2 separate regions of the Mus musculus genome follow, and region 2 is linked to region 1. The links are chromatin contacts, called in public HiChIP or PLAC-seq maps. All regions are on one chromosome and are shown on one strand. Each heading gives the region's core, a stretch centred on a gene start, on an enhancer-like site or on the middle of the called end of the contact. The rest is flanking DNA. Distances are from core to core; before and after follow the strand shown. Region 1 holds the start of Tmem168 (transmembrane protein 168). Region 2 overlaps Gm38767 (a long non-coding RNA gene).

Region 1 (5,556 bases), core at 1,487-3,986:
CTTACCTCTACCATCAGGTCAAGTCTGAAAGACAGGCAACTGAATAGTTTTTGTCATTACAGCTTCAGCCCCTGGACTCCTACGGTAGGAGTTTGTCCAAAGTGGTCTCAGATGGTGGCATAAAGCAAATAAATGAAAAACGTTTAAAGTGTCCACAAAAGGCAAGTTGAATTGGAAGTGAAAACAGTATCTCTGAGGTAGGGAGGCCCAAAATTATAGATTTGGTAGTCTGGTTAGGAATCAGGATTAAGTCTATAGCCAATCATTTTACTCCATATGAGAAATCTGAATCCAAGAGATGGGTTTAATCCTATAGATGTAGTGGCTGTCACAACTGCTTTAATAAATCACATTTATTAAATGAAAATGATTATATTTTCACTTTATTGATGTGAGAAAATTTGGAGAACTCCATGTAGAGCACCATTTGTTACCAGGGGAATTGGGATTCCTTTTTTGGGTTCTCAGTTTTGTTAATAGAAGTGAATTCTGAATCCCAAGGACAATTAAAGTCAGAGGGCAGGCAGGTTGGTAGCTACTAGGAGGAAAGCTATGGAGAAGACAAACAGAGAAAGCTGTGCTACTTAAAAGTTCAGAGGGCATATTCAGGAATGGAGGTCAGCTAAGTGGAAGAAAGGCCGGATTGTTTCAGAGAAACAGCAAAAAACCCCAACTGTGAGAGAAAACATGCTTAGGCTCTTGGCCGTATATGAAAGTAAAAGAAGAAAGAGAAAAACTCCTAAGTCAGAAAAGCTGCTAAGTCACATGGCAGGGCTCTGTAAGCAGTGAGACTTCTGGGAAGGAAAGCTCACTAAGAGGATAATTATTCCTCCCATTCCTTTCCTGAGGGACAGCCCTTTGACCAGATAATAGGCAGGCCTAGCTCCACTGACTCTGAAGGGAGGAGACAATGGCATGAAATGTTACAACCTTTGGAGCAGATCGGAATGTCAGTTCTCCAACCAGGGTCAGAAGTAGATTCCATTCTTTAGACCAGGAGGAAAAATCTTTCCCTTAATGAGTCTCAACAGAGCTCTGGTGTCCTCAAGCGTCTCCAAGGCGACTGTAACTTTAAGAGACATGGAAAAAAAAAAAAAAAAAAAAAAAAAAAAACCACACACACACACAGATAACACTAATATAAATTAAGTGTTGAGAACTAGCAAGGGCCAGCAATATTTGATCCCTTTGTTTTAAAAACATTAAAACATTTCTATCAGAAACTTAAGCTAATGCCATAGTAAGAGAAACTGGACAGGGTGGCAGGGGCTACATTTGAGGAAATGAAAGCAGGCTGGAGCACAGAGTTGGGGAGTGTGTGGGAGTTTAAACTGGAGGTGAAAAACACACAATTTGTTTCTATATGAGGATGTTCCTCTGTCCGCCCCCCCCCCCCCCCTTGCTCCATCATGCAAGCTAGGTAAGCATGCTACCACTGAGATAACACCCACATGCCCTATTTAAGGATTTGGAGGTTTATCTGAAAGGATAAGCCATTTAAAGGTTGTAAGGCATTTTTAAAACACACATTCTCCCTCAATCCACAGAAGAAACTTTGTCGGATAGATGTTATCAGTGTTTGTTTACACATGAGCGGGCTAGGGGTTTGAAATGGTTTGACCTATATGAGGGGCTGCAAGCAGCAGGAAATGGAATCAGAAGGCAGGCAGGGACTTTTTGGTGGAAATGTTTTTTTTTGGGAAAGGAAAGGGGTTTTCTTGCTTTTTGCCTGGCCGTATTCTATTCAGGCTTCGTTCAGAACTTGTTTTTCAGGCCCAACTGTGCATTCCCTAGTAAAATCTAGTTTTTAACTAAGAACGCCATGAAGTCAGTTTAGCTTTCTATCTTTCTTATCTTCCTGTTTTCAAGGTAACAAGTACCTTTGTTGTGTTAGCAACAATGTTGTTATGCTTCCAAGTCATTGTCCCCCTTAAAGCTAATGTGATTCCCCATTTGCTCAAGCATCCCTACCGCATCCTAATCGTTAAAGTCCCACTTTTACAAGCTCTCTATTGAACTGGAACCATTATCTCCTCTCCATTGCAAGATGGATTTATAGCGGTCCGTACGCGAACGAGACTGTCTTAAAGCCCTCCTTAACAACGTGTTCTTACAGGTATTGAATATCTTTTAAATTCATTTTGTACATGGAGGGACACACTGTTTCCCTGTATATTCACAGTCCTGTGAGAAAGGTTTTGTTACCATTTCACAGATGGAGAAACCAATTTCAACCCCTGAGACTGCTGCTCCGCAGCACCTGTGAAATGCGGCGCTCACGTGTGTACAACTATGTTAATTTAAGTGCCATCAGAATGCAGATTAAAATCATCTGTGGTGTTTGAAGGTGCGCTTAGGGCCAAGGAAAGCTAGCTAGGGCTGTAGAATAAAGATGTTCAGGATTGGGGATTAATGGCGGACTTAATTAGAAAAGCAGGCTGGGGCAAGGAGAGACAGGTTTTGAAGGTTTGGTCAGCATATGCAAAGCCATATATTATACCACCTATATGAAAGAGCAGCAACGCCTTCTACATAGATTTATAGTCCACTTGCAATTATCCCACTCTAGCTGGCTCAGTTTCGGTCCAACTCTAAGCGGTGACCTCGCTGCTTTGGGGCCTGATCATCCGTGGTCTTCCCTGCTTTTGCTGCTAATCCCGGGTGGGAGTTAAACAGGCCCAGGGTGGGGCAGCGCAGCGAGCACCTGCCTCCCCAGGCTCGCCGCTGGGCGTGGAGAGCGGCTAGGAGGCCGGGCCAGGGAAGGAAGCGCGCGGCGCGCCTTGTCCCTGACGGCGATCCGTAGCGCTGGGAGTCAGCGGCGGAAACATGGCGGCCGTGTCGGTCCTAGCGAAAGTTTCTACCGAGGCCTTGCGGTGCTAGTGCGGGAGGCCTCGGGCTCACGTCCCCACATCACCTCCGCGTTCTGGCTCGGAGGCTCCGCGCCCTTTGGCTCTGCGAGCTTCGCAGCGGAAAGAGCGAGGCTCGCTGGCGACCGCTGACTCGGGTAAGGGGCATCCGGGAGCCGAGGGGCGGCGGAGGGCTGGGGCGCCGCCCAGGGTCCGGCTGAGCCGGCCAGGCCCCGCCCCGTCGGCCTCCTGGTGGGATCGATGCTCGGGGGCTGGCGACCGCCAAGGGAGGGCGTGCCTCGGTGTCCCGCCTCACCCTGACCCGGGAGTCGCGTGGTGTCGCCTCGTCCCAGAGCTAAGGGGTAGCGGAACAGCCAGGGTCCCGAGCCCACTTCTCCATCTCTCGCTAGATCGAGCCCTAACGGGAGAGAAGTTACCATAGCTGCTCAAAAAGGAGAGTCCGAGTTGCCATTCTTCTAGTTAAGAGGTGGGCCGAAAGAGTTATTAGCAGGAACTCAGAGAAACTAGGCTGCAGGTCTCCAACTCCTGACGGCTCAGTGTTGTTCTTTCAGGTTTGGACATTTCCCCTACGAGGAACAGACATAGATTTCCACTGAAGGATTATGAAAGCGATACATTGTGTCTTGAAGTCCATTGTCTTAGGACACCATGAGGGCACTTTTCTGTTTTGGAAGAAATTTGGTGAATTAAGTGAAGGTTGGAGTAAAGCCAAGAGCAGACAAGCCAATGATTCCTGGACTCTCACTTAAGTACTAGTGCTAGCTGTGGCTTATTAGAAAGTGGTTTATTTTATCTGCATTTCTTAAGTAGTTTTTTCTATTATTAGTCAGTCTCCTCTCCCCGCCCCCCCCCCTTCGGAATTGAATGTTAACTTGATTACAGACTGCTGGATACTGAGCGTGCATTGTGGAAGACAGATCTCCCCAGAGACTTTGTGACCTGTGAAGAATGCAGACATTAAACAAATGGTGAAGAAAAGAGTAGTTTTACTTTTCCATTTCAGAGAGAGTGATCCGAGAGGCGATTCTCCTACGAAAAGAATTGTAAGCCCACACCTGAATGAAGGGTTTGACAGATAAAGGGCAGATAGGGCTAGGAGGAGGAAAAGGAATATGTCCAGAGAGGGCACGCCATTTCTGTAGTTCATAATTGAAGTGTAGTTGGAATAAAAGTGAGAGGAAGAGCAGTAACAGATGGGGCAGTTATTCCTGTCCACTGTGTAGCACTTTATAAAGGCACTGAAAAGTTTACACTGTAATACTGTGAGGGGTGGAAAGCCAATAGAGAATTTTGCATAGTGGAGCATAACACGATAAAATTCGGGTCTTAAAAACACACTTTAAGAAGGGCAGAAGTTGATAGGGAAGGGAAAAAAAAAAAAAAGGAACATGTTTAAGAATGAGGTCATTGTCACCAAAATTTAGGTGGTGATTTTTTGGCGGATAAGAAGTAGTAGAAATGTGAAAGAGATGCTTAGGGAAAGAGAAATCAAGAACGTGTGAGGATTAACTCATGGGTCAAGAAGTGTGGGGGAAGGTTAAAGGAGTAGATAGGACTATAGTGGGGTCAAAGCCAGCGCCTCCCCAATGCTAAGTATGCTTTCTGAGTTATGACCCCAGCCGGAGATCTTTCTAATGGACTTTAGCAGTGACTTGCTCATTGACTCCATTCTGCTTTTATTTGCCTCTGGAGTCTTCCATCAAATCATTAGGGAAGGCAGCTCAAGTAAAAACAGTCACAATGCTTTTAAAATTTGTTTTCATTTCTAGTTAAGGCTATTTTTAAAAGTCAGAATGGGTAAAAACCTTTAAAACTAAGGCTCATAAGAATGTGACTGCACAATATTTCATGGTACAGCTGTAGTTCTTTTTCAAAATTACATAATATATGGAAGCAATTTAGATTGCTCAAAGCCTAGGGTTGGGATTAAGCATGGGTTAGCAATGAACAACTTTCAAGAGAATCATGGAGAAAGCACTGACTTGTGAAAAAAATATGGATTCCTAGACTTTAGAAGCCAAGGGAAGTTTCAGAAGGCGATAGTACTCATCAGTATGAAGGCTTCTAAAGAAAACGTGGAGACTCCTGTAAGGATTCCATCATGTTCAGGAACTTGCGGATCATTCTAGAAGTTGCCAGAGCAGTTGCACTGAGGGAATCACACCTTTCAGCATTTTGAAGTGAGTGTATGAGAACTTGATCAAACATTAGCTGTGAGGAGGGAGGAAACTGAATGTGGTAGACAAGATGGGGAGAACAAAGATTTTTTTCTGTTGTTTCTTTACCCATTGGTAGTTTTAAAAGCCGACCTAGTAAGTGAATAAGCACTTAAGTACTAGTGAATAAAGCTTAAGTACTAGTGAATAAAGGAGAAAAGAGAGTTTGGAGAGAGAATGGCGTTCTGGAACAGGAAGGATTTATACAGGGAAGGGGACTCTGGCTGACATGCAGAGATGCAGAGAAAGGTGGATTTGTGCTATTGGGAACCTAAGGAAGTTTCTTTTTTATGACCTTATAGGAAGCAGTCATGTGGCTAAAATACAGTGAAATGTGAGTGTCAAGAGGGTGTTTCCTGAGTGTGCAGTGAATTTTTTTTTCTCCCTCTAGTAGTACTTATTTTAATCCTACAATCTACCGCCAGCATTTAAGTCTTTCCCTCTCTTTCTCGCTCTGTGTAGTATAGGCATAA
Region 2 (5,556 bases), core at 1,464-3,963, 440 kb before region 1:
CACAGAACGTTTCACTACAAAGAGAAGGCCCTAACATTTTGCCCCTGAGAATAAAGGAGAGGCTTCTTAACCCCAGAATTTATAACAACAGCAACTACTAGGCTGTGAACACTTGGCAAGTAACTAGTGACTATCCTCACCAAAGCAAACACAGCAAAATCAGAGTTTAGCTTCCACGGTAAGGAAGGAGAACTGTAAGTAAAGTCACACCTTTGAAAGGCAGGCATGCAGTGTGCCAGGCATTGATGATAGATGGGGAAGAAGCAAGAGGATGTGGGCTTGATAAGGAAGAAGGTACATAGAAGAGGAACAGGGAAAGAATCAGGAGGAAGGGTTGAAGGGGTAGGAGTAGCTCCTCCTGGTATTACTATAAGGTCAATACTACACAAGAAGTCATAGCAGTCTGGTGTTAGGGAAGAAACAAGAACCCACAGAAAGTCTCTCCCTTATGAATTGGGTACAAAGACACAAAACTCCTGAGAATAGCTCTTGCCAGGCTCTGGGAAACACCAAGGCCCATGATGCACTGGAGTGTCTCGATGTTGGTTTTACTCCTTTTAAAATGAATTTTTCTTTGCATTGCCAAAGGATAATCAGCTCGATTCCTAGCGATATTGGTTCATGACTAGTGATTTGACAGGGAGACCAGACATATCCAGCATCAACCTCTTAGACTAGGTACTATTTCTTTTTGTAGTAAGAAGATGCCTGAAGAGAAGTAACTTAAGAACGTTGAGTTTATTTAGGGTGTAAGTCAAGGGGAAGTACTTTAGAAAAGGGAAGACATGATCACATCTGTATCTGGCAGGTGGCCACATTCTGTGCACAGTCAGGATGTGGGAGACGATATTCCGAGCTGGAAGGGAAGTGGTGCTGGGCTACCTTTCTCTTTTGATGCATTCTGCCACTCTTGCTTATAGAAGGATGCCACCGTTTGTAGGTATAACTTCTCACTCAAGTTGCCCAGGTCAAAAACTCCCTCACAGACATGGCCAGAGATTTGTGCCAAAGGTAATTCTAAACCCCGTGATATCATTGATCAATATAAACACCACATCCGCATTCCTATTGTTATGTCAATGTTTAATGAAAGTCATGATAAATAAAAACAATGGCATGCAGTCACAAGACAAAGCAACTAAAGGACCAGACTTAGAGTTGACTCTGACCCTTAGCCATCCAAAGATGGCTTTTTGATAACTCTAACATATATATATAAATATATAATGGAAACATTAGAAAGCATGTAGGAATATAAAAAGTATTTCACTACAACAGTTAGCATTAATGGAAAATACTAAAAAATGCATAAAACCCATGGAAATAAAGATTTTAAAATCCCTTTGTGGTGCTTTCTCCCAAAGTATATAGTAAGGAAAGAATCAATAAACTTGGAGCTAAAGCAAATTAATTTTCTCAACTAAATAAGAAGAGAGAAAATAGACGACAACAACAACACAAATAGAGACCTCAAGAACTGGAGATTATGAAATTTCTAAGATGAAACTGTACATGCCTCGCTCAAATCAGTGAAGGGTTAAATATTTATTGTAGTTGTACTTGTCACCTAGGCGTGAGGATACGAATCCAGATTTCTGGTACCAGGTAAGAGCAAGATCCCTTGGGTCCATGGAAAATTGATCTTACCAAATTGCTATGGTCCAATCATTAAAAGGAAAGGTTCTGCTTCAAACACAGCAAGAAGGGTCTGAAGAAACTTACTGAGGACCCAGTTTTATTTTCCAGCAACCACACAGCATCTCACAACCACCTGTAACTATAGTTATCTGGCACATTCTTCTGTGATTCACATGTACCACATGGAACTAGTACATATTAACACAAACACACACACACACACACACACACACCACAGAAGTAAATAAAACTAAAAATTGAGATTGAAAATTACTGAAAAAGATATTTCATATCTATATATGTCATATATATACATATATATATGCACACACCTCTAAGCACCCCTCCTACACACATGCATACCCATGTACACTCCCAGGTGCCTCCTCCTCATGCCCATGATAGTGAGACTTAAAAAGGTAAGTTTATTGAATCTGAATTCCAGACAGACAGAACCAGATTTAAAAAAAAATGTGTTATCATGTAACACATTATTTTCAGCCACTTTAGAAACACTTAAATGTCTAACACAAAAATAGTAACACAATAATGTATGTGAAATATGCAGAAGCAAAATAAAACAAAGCACAAAATTAAGAAAGAACATTGTAACTCAGCATTGAATGCTGCTTAAGTTATATATATACATAGATGGTATAATAATATTCTAAGACTGACTGTCATATTGCATATGCACATTGAAAGTTCTAGAGTACTTACTAAAATTAGTTTTAAATGTGTCACTATTAATCCAGTATTGGAAATGAAAAGAGAAGGAGATAAAGGAATAACTGTAACTGAAGACTTCAATGCCTTCAATATCACACAGTAAACTTGAACAGAAAATCATGAAGGTGTGGAAGACCGAAGAACACTGTTCATTAGTGCAACATCCAAATATTTAGCACTTCCTAATCAAAGAAAACTGACATTATTAAAAACACAATGGGATGTTCACCGACATAGATTATCCTCTAAGCCAGTGGTTCTCAAGTTTCTTAATGCTGAGTCACCTTAATACACTTCCTCATGTTGTGGTTATGTCAACCATAAAATTCTTTCCTTACTACTGTAATGACTGAGTCATAATGTAAATATTTGATAGGCATGATATTTGATATGCTACTCTCAATAGGGTTGTGACCCACAAGTCGAGAACCACTGTTCTAGGCCATGCCCCAATACAGGGAATGCCAGGGCCAGGAAGCAGGAGTAGGTGGGTTGGGGAGCAGGGAGGAGGGAGGGTATAAGGGACTTTCGGGATAGCATTTGAATTGTAAATGAAGAAAATATCTAATTAAAATTGTTTAAATAAAAAAAAAGAAAAGAAAGCATGTTGAGTCTATGTTAGTCTGTAATAAAATGGAACTACAAATGAATAACAGAAGAATATATGAACAATTCCAAGCCCCAAGTTTAGAGTTAGTGACATGTTTCCTAACTATTCATCAAAGAGAAAATATTTGCAAGAAAATAAAAGTAAAACAATACTCTAAATGTAGTGATAGCAGTAATAACATTCAATTTATAGTAGGAAATGTTTATATTTGAATTTTTAATAGATTTTATTCATTTATTCAAGTATATGAGTACACTGTTGCTGTCTTCAGACATACCAGAAGAGAGTATCCAATCTCATTGCAGATGGTTGTGAGTCATATGTAGTTGCTGGGGATTGAACTCAGGACCTCTGAAAAAACAGTCAGTGCTCTTAACCTCGGAGCCATCTCTTCAACACTATATTAGAATACATAAAAGAACAGTTCAAGAATTAATTATTTTACATTGTCCTCTTGAAAGAAAACAGCAAATTAAGTTGAATTAAGCACAAGAAAATGAATAATAGAAACAATAGCAGAAACGGATGGAATAAGAATGGTTAACAATGGAAAATCTCAATGATCCATACTATGACACAAAAATAATTTTTAATGGTAAAATATTTAATCTAGTTATTTTACTATTGGAAAGAATAAAGCTATATAGTATTTACTGTTTTAATTTCACATATACTGGAGTATAATTTTTTTTACAATGCTCATCAGTAGCATCGTGTACTGACATTGCTCAGTTATTGAAAAGAGATTGTTTACATAATTAACCTGCCTTCCATTTCTTCCCACTTTTTCTAAAATGAAAAATGTGGCATCTCCCAAACTCAGGGCATTCTGAGTGTATCTCTTGATTATCTTCTTTATCTCAATTCACATATTTTTTTTTCTTGTCTTTTACTTTTATTTACACTGAAGAATTCCCTCTTGAAACTTACTGTCTCCTGGAATAGACTGTAATATATTATGATGGAACAAGTTTCCAAAAGCAAGGTTAAGCAGAAGATAATTTTGGTCTAATGTTTGCTTAGATAGTCATAAACAGCACAATCAAATTAAAATGGAAACAGCATTGCTGGTACCTGTCTGCAACTAATTCTTAAAACTTTCACTGAATAGTCAACTGATTGTATAGCTGCCAAGAAATATTTTAATGTGGAAATTACTGTTCAAAACCAACTATAACCATTGTCTACAAAATTTATGGTGTGTACTTCAGAACAAGTATGTGCTGGCTGGTTTTGTGTGTCAACTTGACACAGACTAGAGTTAATCACAGAGAAAGGAGCTTCAATTGGGGAAGTGACTCCATGAGATCCAGCTGTGGTGCATTTTCTCAGTTGGTGATCAAGGGGGAAGGGCCCATTGTAGGTGGTGCCATCTCTGGGCTGGTAGTCTTGGATTCTATAAGAGAGCAGGCTGAACAAGCCAGGGGAAGCAAGCCAGTAAGGAACATCCCTCCCTGGCCTCTGCATCAGCTCCTGCTACCTGACCTGCTTGAGTTCCAGTCCTGACCTCCTTTGGAGATGAACAGCAGTTTGGAAGTGTAAGCAGAATAAACCCTTTCCTCTCCAACTTGCTTCTTGTTCATGATGTTTGTTCAGGAATAGAAACCCTGACTAAGACAAAGTGTATCTAGGTCTTCCCTCAAAGGTACTGGAATTTTCAAATACTTTTCTTGTGTTGGGTGTGGTCATTCACACTCCCTTTGGCATTTGTAAGTTTCATGAATCTATCTAGTCTTTATAATGATTCAAGACTTTTGAGCCATGTTCCCCCTGTTTCTTGGAGTCCAATTAATTATATAATTGATGTGTATGTAATATTTTCATAGCATGACTTTGAATCCATACTGCTTCTGTTTCTTCACACTTCTTTTGTCTGTCCTCTTGAAATTGGATGATTTCTATAGACCTTTCAGATTGTGATTTCTATCATTTGCCATCATAACTCTTCATGATTTGGCACTAAAATTTACAATTGTTTCATATTATATCTTTGTTAAAAGTCTCTGCTTTTTTAAAATCAGTGTCATACTTTCCATGAAGTCTTTAAATATATTTTAAAACTTGGTTTGCAATAGCTCCCTTGAAGTACTTCCTATAGTACATCTAGGTTGACTTAGAATTAATTTCAGTTGATTGATGTTAGACTCAATATGTGGCTTCCTGACCTTTTATTTCAGATCTTGTCAGTTTTATTTGAAAATTGGGCATTTCAAACAAAGTTTCAGGTCCCACGTGTCCAATTTTTAAATAGTAATTTCTTTCTTTACATAAAAATTCATCTTTTACACAAATAGCAATCTTTCCACATTAAAGGGGTGTTCTCTCTCTCTCTCTCTCTCTCTCTCTCTCTCTCTCTCCATCATTCTTTTCCTTTCCTTCCCCATTCCCAAATTGAAATGTGAATCTTGTGCTTTCTACATGCTACGTAAGTGGTCTATAACTGAACTACATCACTTAATATATTTTAACATTTTACACTGAAAGAAAATCTCATTTGGTTACTGTCACCCACAGTGGGTCTAAATTTGTTATACTCTTGCCTCAGCCCCCAGAGTATTTGGGATTGCAAAAATAAAGAT

What was found. HiChIP or PLAC-seq counts read pairs in DNA pulled down with a chosen protein or histone mark.
Region 2: a contact with region 1 is called in a FOXA1 HiChIP or PLAC-seq map of pancreatic cancer cells. The contact joins the enhancer-like site here to the promoter of Tmem168 in region 1. A contact is called at or near these places in 2 of 39 promoter capture datasets (the C10 cell line and cranial neural crest) and 5 of 115 datasets of contacts at active chromatin or transcription factors (bone marrow-derived dendritic cells, bone marrow-derived macrophages, embryonic stem cells and 2 more).

What each region holds. Positions count from the first base shown.
Region 1 is chr6:13,605,278-13,610,833 of GRCm38.p6, reverse strand. It overlaps Tmem168 (transmembrane protein 168), which reads left to right and starts at 2,736. Exons shown (of 5, transcript NM_028990.5): 1 at 2,736-3,004.
Region 2 is chr6:14,042,013-14,047,568 of GRCm38.p6, reverse strand. Gm38767 (a long non-coding RNA gene) reads right to left here. Exons shown (of 4, transcript XR_868803.3): 4 at 1-3,375. Among named protein-coding and RNA genes, the nearest start is that of Gm38767, 26 kb to the right of the region's middle. Within about 2 kb of position 2,713, at least 25 of the 459 cell types and tissues checked have an H3K27ac peak or open chromatin away from gene starts, as enhancers often do. A contact at or near this core is called in pancreatic cancer cells, where this site is marked.